2 separate regions of the Mus musculus genome follow, and region 1 is linked to region 2. The links are chromatin contacts, called in public promoter capture Hi-C maps. All regions are on one chromosome and are shown on one strand. Each heading gives the region's core, a stretch centred on a gene start, on an enhancer-like site or on the middle of the called end of the contact. The rest is flanking DNA. Distances are from core to core; before and after follow the strand shown. Region 1 overlaps Gm36408 (a long non-coding RNA gene). Region 2 holds the start of Ndnf (neuron-derived neurotrophic factor).

Region 1 (2,804 bases), core at 258-2,757, 480 kb after region 2:
CCATTAGTATGTAATTATGGTTATCTTTAAGATGTATAGACTTGCTGACTTACAAATTTTTCATAATGGACACACTGCCACTTTAAAAGTAGGTTTATTTTAAAAGAAATATGGGCAATATCAATAATATCAATCAATATGATTTTGTAAAGTTTTTTTTTACACTTTTAATCCCTCCCCACACACACAATGGTTGAAATGATTTCTGTCTATAGGAAGCAAATTACCTGATTTCACCCTTTCTAGAACCAAGAGATATTTAATTTTTCCCAAGATTTTGCATTGTGATGGGAGAATAAACATCTCATGGTCACCATGATAGCATGACTTAGCTATAGGCAACCATGCTTGTGCCAATCAGCCAGATGCTGTTGGAAGTGCACAGACAAGCAGAGAGGCTCTGAAGTTATATTTGAACATTTAGAGGCAACAGTAGTACTTCCTGCTATGGCCATGTGCCAAACTCACAAGTTGTAAAGCTGAGTCCTATGTGAAATTTTATCGTCAAAGGCTCTGTTCCTACTGTTTATGTGCAGTAGTGATTGGGGGATCAGACTTGAAGGTATTAATTTTAGAGGAATGAGGGATGATCAGGAGAGGGAAGAGAGGAGCAGGATAAGATAATGGGGCTAGGTCAAGCATATGTTGGGCATGCACGACAGTTTTGTACTGAAGCCCATGATTTTGTAGAATAAATACTCACCACAAAATGAAAAAGAAGGGAAAGAAAGGAGGAGTGGACAGACAAGGGGGAAGTAAAGGTAAGGAGGGAAGGAGGAGGAAGAGAGTAAGGAGGAGAGGGAAGGGACGGAAAAGGGGAGGGAGAGAGGGAAAACTAAATCTAGGTACCATTGAATCCAAAAGAGTGTAAAAAATGGCAGACAAAAAATGCTGACTCTGTTAGCACAAGGATTCGTTTTAACTATGGAATTGTAATTTCAAACTAACTCTGTGATCAGCAACCTTCCTGACCACCTTTTTATTCCTTTCAAACTAAAGAATCCATTTATCTCCTGTAAGCCCAAACTTAAAGAAAGGATCTTCAGAAATGAAAACAAGAAATAATTCTCATTTGCTTCCTCTGAAGATGTTATTCTGAAGAGAGGGACAGAGAAAGGCGCACGCGCGCGCGCGCGCGCACACACACACACACACACACACACACACACACACAGAGAGAGAGAGAGAGAGAGAGAGAGAGAGAGAAACACGCACACAGAGACAGAGAGAAAGACAGAGACCTAGAGAGAAACTGAGACAGACACCCCCCACCCACCCACACACACACACACACACACACACACACTGGGTTCTGTGTCATTTTCATTAAACATTTCAACTGGTTAGAATTAACTACAAAAGATGTCACACAGCAGCTCCATAGCAACTCTGACTTGAATAAATATGTTGTATGCCTGACATTTAACACTGACTGCCACTGGTGCTCACACCACCCTCAATTTAAAAAAGACAATGTATGACTGTTTTTTGGAGTGATGGCAAAATCCATCCGAACACCTGCATGGCAGATGTGTGCAGCCCCACATGTGCCGGGCGATTCTGCCTGCAGTACTTACCACAAAGTCCTCTTCTTTTTGGCTCAGTTGAGAAAGAAAGCCACCAAGCTCAATGTCTCAGCATTTTCTTTCTTATTATTCTTTTATCTTGTCAGTCATATGTCTTCAGTTTTCCTTCTAAGACTTTTTATATGACGAGGCTTATTCAGAACCCCCAAGCTATTTCTTTTTTTTCTTGATTACTGAGAACTGGGGATTAATTGTGCAGCTTTAATTTGTTTTTATTTTTAACACATGGACAGGGATAAATGGAGGTGCAAAGTGCCCCACTTTTCTTTTAGGTTACTCAAAGGCAAGAAAACACAGTTTGAAATTATCACTCCAGATCTATTGGAAGCGTGAGACCATGCCTATTTTTAAACATTATTTAATAAAAATAATCAGTTTATTATGTTAATTGGAGGTTTTCTTTCTCATAGTTTGATGCTCCAAACTAGGATCATGCACCAGATGGACGTTAAAACTGAAAGATCAAAGAATGACATCACTGAAGCTCAAGGTCCAGCAGTGCAAGGCCAGGTGGATGCCAGAAGGATGAAGTTAATGAGATATTTTGCTGCTACCAACAAGCAAGAAGACCAGAGTAAAACTAGATCCACGTGAAGAAGACTTCTATCAGCTGGCTGCAATTTTCCTGGATTATCCCAAAAAGCCTGCTTAAATCCACCTCATATTACCACACAAATCCATGTTTGTCTGTGCAGTGAATCAATGTACTAAGTTTTTGTTGAACTCTGAATCACATGGCTAAAATATTTGGGTGAGATTGCAGGTTAAGCCCCTTATACATTATCAAGAACTAATATTTGTTCAATGAAACTCCTTGGGCTTTTTAAAAAATACAAACAACAAATCATATTATATAACATATTATTGATCACCATTTTAGGGACAATGTCTCTGAATATTCCTAACACGTTTTCATGTGGGTGGTGATATTATACTCATTTTGAAGATAAACGGACACCTACATTGAAATGTTAAGTTCCCTAGCTGACTTTGATAAGATATTGTGACCCTGAACCCCAACTATTGGCCTGGAATACCCAGCCATCACACTAGACTACCACTGCTGTATGATTAGGTTACCCCAACTATTTGACTAGAGTGCCACAGCTCTATGGCTAGGGTACCACAGCCATTGACTAGAGTACTCCAAACACCTGAGTAGACTACCAGAGCCAATGGACCTGAGCCATCTAATTTTTCTACCCGAGTCATCTGAGT
Region 2 (3,049 bases), core at 547-3,046:
ACCCAGAAAACTTAGAATTAACCCTTTTCTTCCACCTTCCTATAAGGCTTACTAACCCCCTGTCAGCAAATTCTAAATGTATCTGAAATGGCCCCAGCCACTCAGCTTCATTGGTTGAGACCTACTTTTGTTTCTACCTTGCAGAAGTTTCCTCACTATTAAGTCACTCTTATTTGTCTTCCTAAGAGGTATCAGAGTGACCTTTCTAAATGTGTACCCAATGACACCAACCTTATGATCTGCTTCCTCTTAACAACTTTAATCATTTTCCAAACAACAGTAACTTTCAGAAGTTCTGCCTCCCTGAGCCTGGAGCCTGGGGTGGGAGGCCTTGCTCACTGCACCTGCAATGCAGCCACACCTAACTTCTCCCTGTTCCCAGGGCACCCACGTACTCTGACAAGTTTCAGCCTCTTCATTTACTTCTCTGCAGAGTGCTCTCCTCCTTCCCCTCCTCCATCCTTATTTGCCTGGACTCCACCATACTCCAGAGTTCTGCACTGAAATCTGTATCCCAGCACCTTCTAAGCCTTTTATGGCGTTTACTAAACTATGTCACAGCATGGAAGCATTTAACAAACCCACCTAGAGTAGTAGTGGACCCCCTAGCAGCAGAACTTTGGAAAGTGGGCTGAACTGCTGTCTGCAAGATGCTTGCTTTTCAAAGGCATTTAACAGAAAGCTTATAGTTATAAATGAGGGTTCGATAAGGTTGAATTTCATCTTATCTTTGCTTTGGTGACAATGGAAGTAGATAAGTGTTTTCATGTTTTCAATACAGACACTATTAATGAATCCTGTGTAGTATATTCTTAGAACTTGATTCCCTAAAAGCCAGAGTCTGAAGAAAGAAAGAAAGAAAGAAAGAAAGAAAGAAAGGAAGGAAGGAAGGAAGGAAGGAAGGAAGGAAGGAAGGAAGGAAGGAAGGGAAAAGAGACTTGCTAGTCTAGATTCTCAGTCACGAAAATGAGATTTCTAAATATTACTCCATACCCATACACACACCCAGGCTCAGGCCAGGTTGCTAATTAAGCAAGTTCTTACCATAATTACCTAGTCAGCCTTAATGGATTTCCAAGTTTTGCTGGGCCTCACTGGTCCTGTAGGGTCATTTTTTTTTCAATTGTTAAAACAGCTGCTGAGTTTCAAGCCCCAGAGGCTGAATTTGCAGAGGCAAACGCTCCAGAGTGAAGGCTGGGGCAGGCGGTCTGCGAGAGTCGCCTTCTACGCTTGCTTGCTCGCTCGCTCGCTTCCTCCAACCTCCAGTCTTCCAACTGAACACTCCAGATCACTAACCAAGCTCAGAGTTCCTCTCCATTGTGCTCCCCGGCTTCTGGACACTGAGATGGTCCCCCGTGCGCGTCTAGTCGTGCATCATTGTTGGGGGTCTCAAAGGCGCCCTCCCACCCCTCTCCCCATCCCCGGTGGCAGGGACCTAAAGAAAGCAATGTGTCCTGTGACACCACCCCCCACCCCCCCAACCCCCACCAGACTGCAACCCCACGAGGGTCTTGTGTGAGGAGTACTTGGTCGTTGGACCGGAATGTATGCGCGAGAGAGGCAGCAAAGGAACGTGTGTGTGTGTGTGTGTGTGTGTGTGTGTGTGTATGTGTGTGTGCGTGCGTGTGTGTGTGTGTGTGTGTGTGTGTGTGTGTTGCACGCTGGCGCGCAGCGGGAGAGAGGGCGCGAGGCACGAAGGGGGAGCGGCGGGCAGAGGAAGGCGGGGCAGCGGGCAGCGGCGGGCGGGCTGGGAGGGGCAGAGGCTCAAGCTCTGCAGTGACACCAGGAGCCAGCGCACACTCCTTGCCCGGAGCGGCGAGAGAGCAGAGCTTAGCGAGCCGCGTATGAGCCGCCGCCTCTGTGGCTGGTGCACGGGGCTCTGTCTCTGCAGCCCGCGCCGGCGTTTAGCGAGCCAGTCGTCCGGCAGTGCCAGCTCCACGGGCGCGTTCAGTATCCTCCCGCCACCCAGCGCCCGCACTGACCAGCGCTGTCCTGAGACCCCCGGGCCGGCGCCGCCGTCTGCGCCACTTCGCAGCAACTTCTGCGGCTGCGTGTCGCCGGCCTTCTGCTTGTGTTGGAAGTTTGCAGCGCCCGCCACAAAGTTGGGACACTTGGGCATTACATTTGCCCTAGCGTGCACGTCCCCTCGGTTCGTGGATCCTGGTATTTGACATCTTGGTAGGATCCCCGGACCTGGGCTTTTTCCGCACCACACACCCCCCGGGAAGAAGAAAAAAAAAACCAACCAAACTTTCTTCTTCCCACTAGAAAAAACAAATTCTTTAAGGTAAGGAGCAAGATCGAATCTCACCTCCCCGGGCGCCTTCTTGCGCCGGTGCGGACCTGGCCCGACTGCATTTGCATCTAAGGGCTGGTTTATGGTCGGGGTTGAGGTGCATCCTCACACAGGGAAAGGAGCGACCAGAGACTCTCTAGAACACGGACGTGGGCAGCTCTCACTGAGTTGGTCGGTCTGTGGCTGGGTCTCTGATGTATTTGGTGGGCAGACAGCGGCAGTGCTGGGGAGGTGGACACGCTGCATCGGGCTGGAGTGGAACCCCGGAACCGCCCGCTTTATCCTAGCCCTGACTAGACACTGACTTTGGCCGGTTGGCGGTGGGCTCTTGCTTCTCTCCCCGGGTTCAAAGTCCTCCATATGTGCTAGTTCTGCGGGACTGGGTGTTGGGGCGGGAGGTGTTCGGGGGCACTAGCGTGGGTCTGCGAAGCTTACAGGACTCGCGGAGTGGAGCACGGAGGTGGGCTCCATGCAGACGGTGGCTGCTCGGCGGTGGAAGGAATCTTCTGGGACTAGCCCAGCGACCCCGCGCTTTCTCCTCATTTGTCCTCTGCCACGCAGACCAGCATCCTTAGAGAAACTTCCCTAAGCTGGGTGGTCTAGGTCCCGCTCATACTTTCCGAAGCTTAGCAGAGTAGCTACGGAGGTCCGGACACCCTCCTTCCACCACAGCGGCCACCCTGTGTGGTGACCTCTCCAGTGTGTGTGTGCCGGCCGGAGCTCTCTAGTCCGAGCCACCTTTCTCCTTGTCGC

Evidence for each region. Promoter capture Hi-C pulls out the DNA fragments that hold promoters and counts their contacts.
Region 1: a contact with region 2 is called in a promoter capture Hi-C map of second pharyngeal arch cranial neural crest, with 3 times the contacts expected there. The contact joins the enhancer-like site here to the promoter of Ndnf in region 2. A contact is called at or near these places in 7 of 39 promoter capture datasets (the 3T3-L1 cell line, 3T3-L1-derived adipocytes, cranial neural crest and 3 more), 2 of 115 datasets of contacts at active chromatin or transcription factors (forebrain and stem cell-derived neural progenitor cells) and 1 of 9 other capture datasets (embryonic stem cells).

What each region holds. Positions count from the first base shown.
Region 1 is chr6:66,150,479-66,153,282 of GRCm38.p6, forward strand. The region is part of intron 2 of Gm36408 (a long non-coding RNA gene); the gene reads right to left. Among named protein-coding and RNA genes, the nearest start is that of Gm36408, 120 kb to the right of the region's middle. Within about 2 kb of position 1,508, at least 13 of the 459 cell types and tissues checked have an H3K27ac peak or open chromatin away from gene starts, as enhancers often do. A contact at or near this core is called in second pharyngeal arch cranial neural crest, where this site is marked.
Region 2 is chr6:65,669,815-65,672,863 of GRCm38.p6, forward strand. It overlaps Ndnf (neuron-derived neurotrophic factor), which reads left to right and starts at 1,797. Exons shown (of 4, transcript NM_172399.3): 1 at 1,797-2,287. Gm36144 (a long non-coding RNA gene) reads right to left here and starts at 1,433. Exons shown (of 2, transcript XR_869148.1): 1 at 1,045-1,433.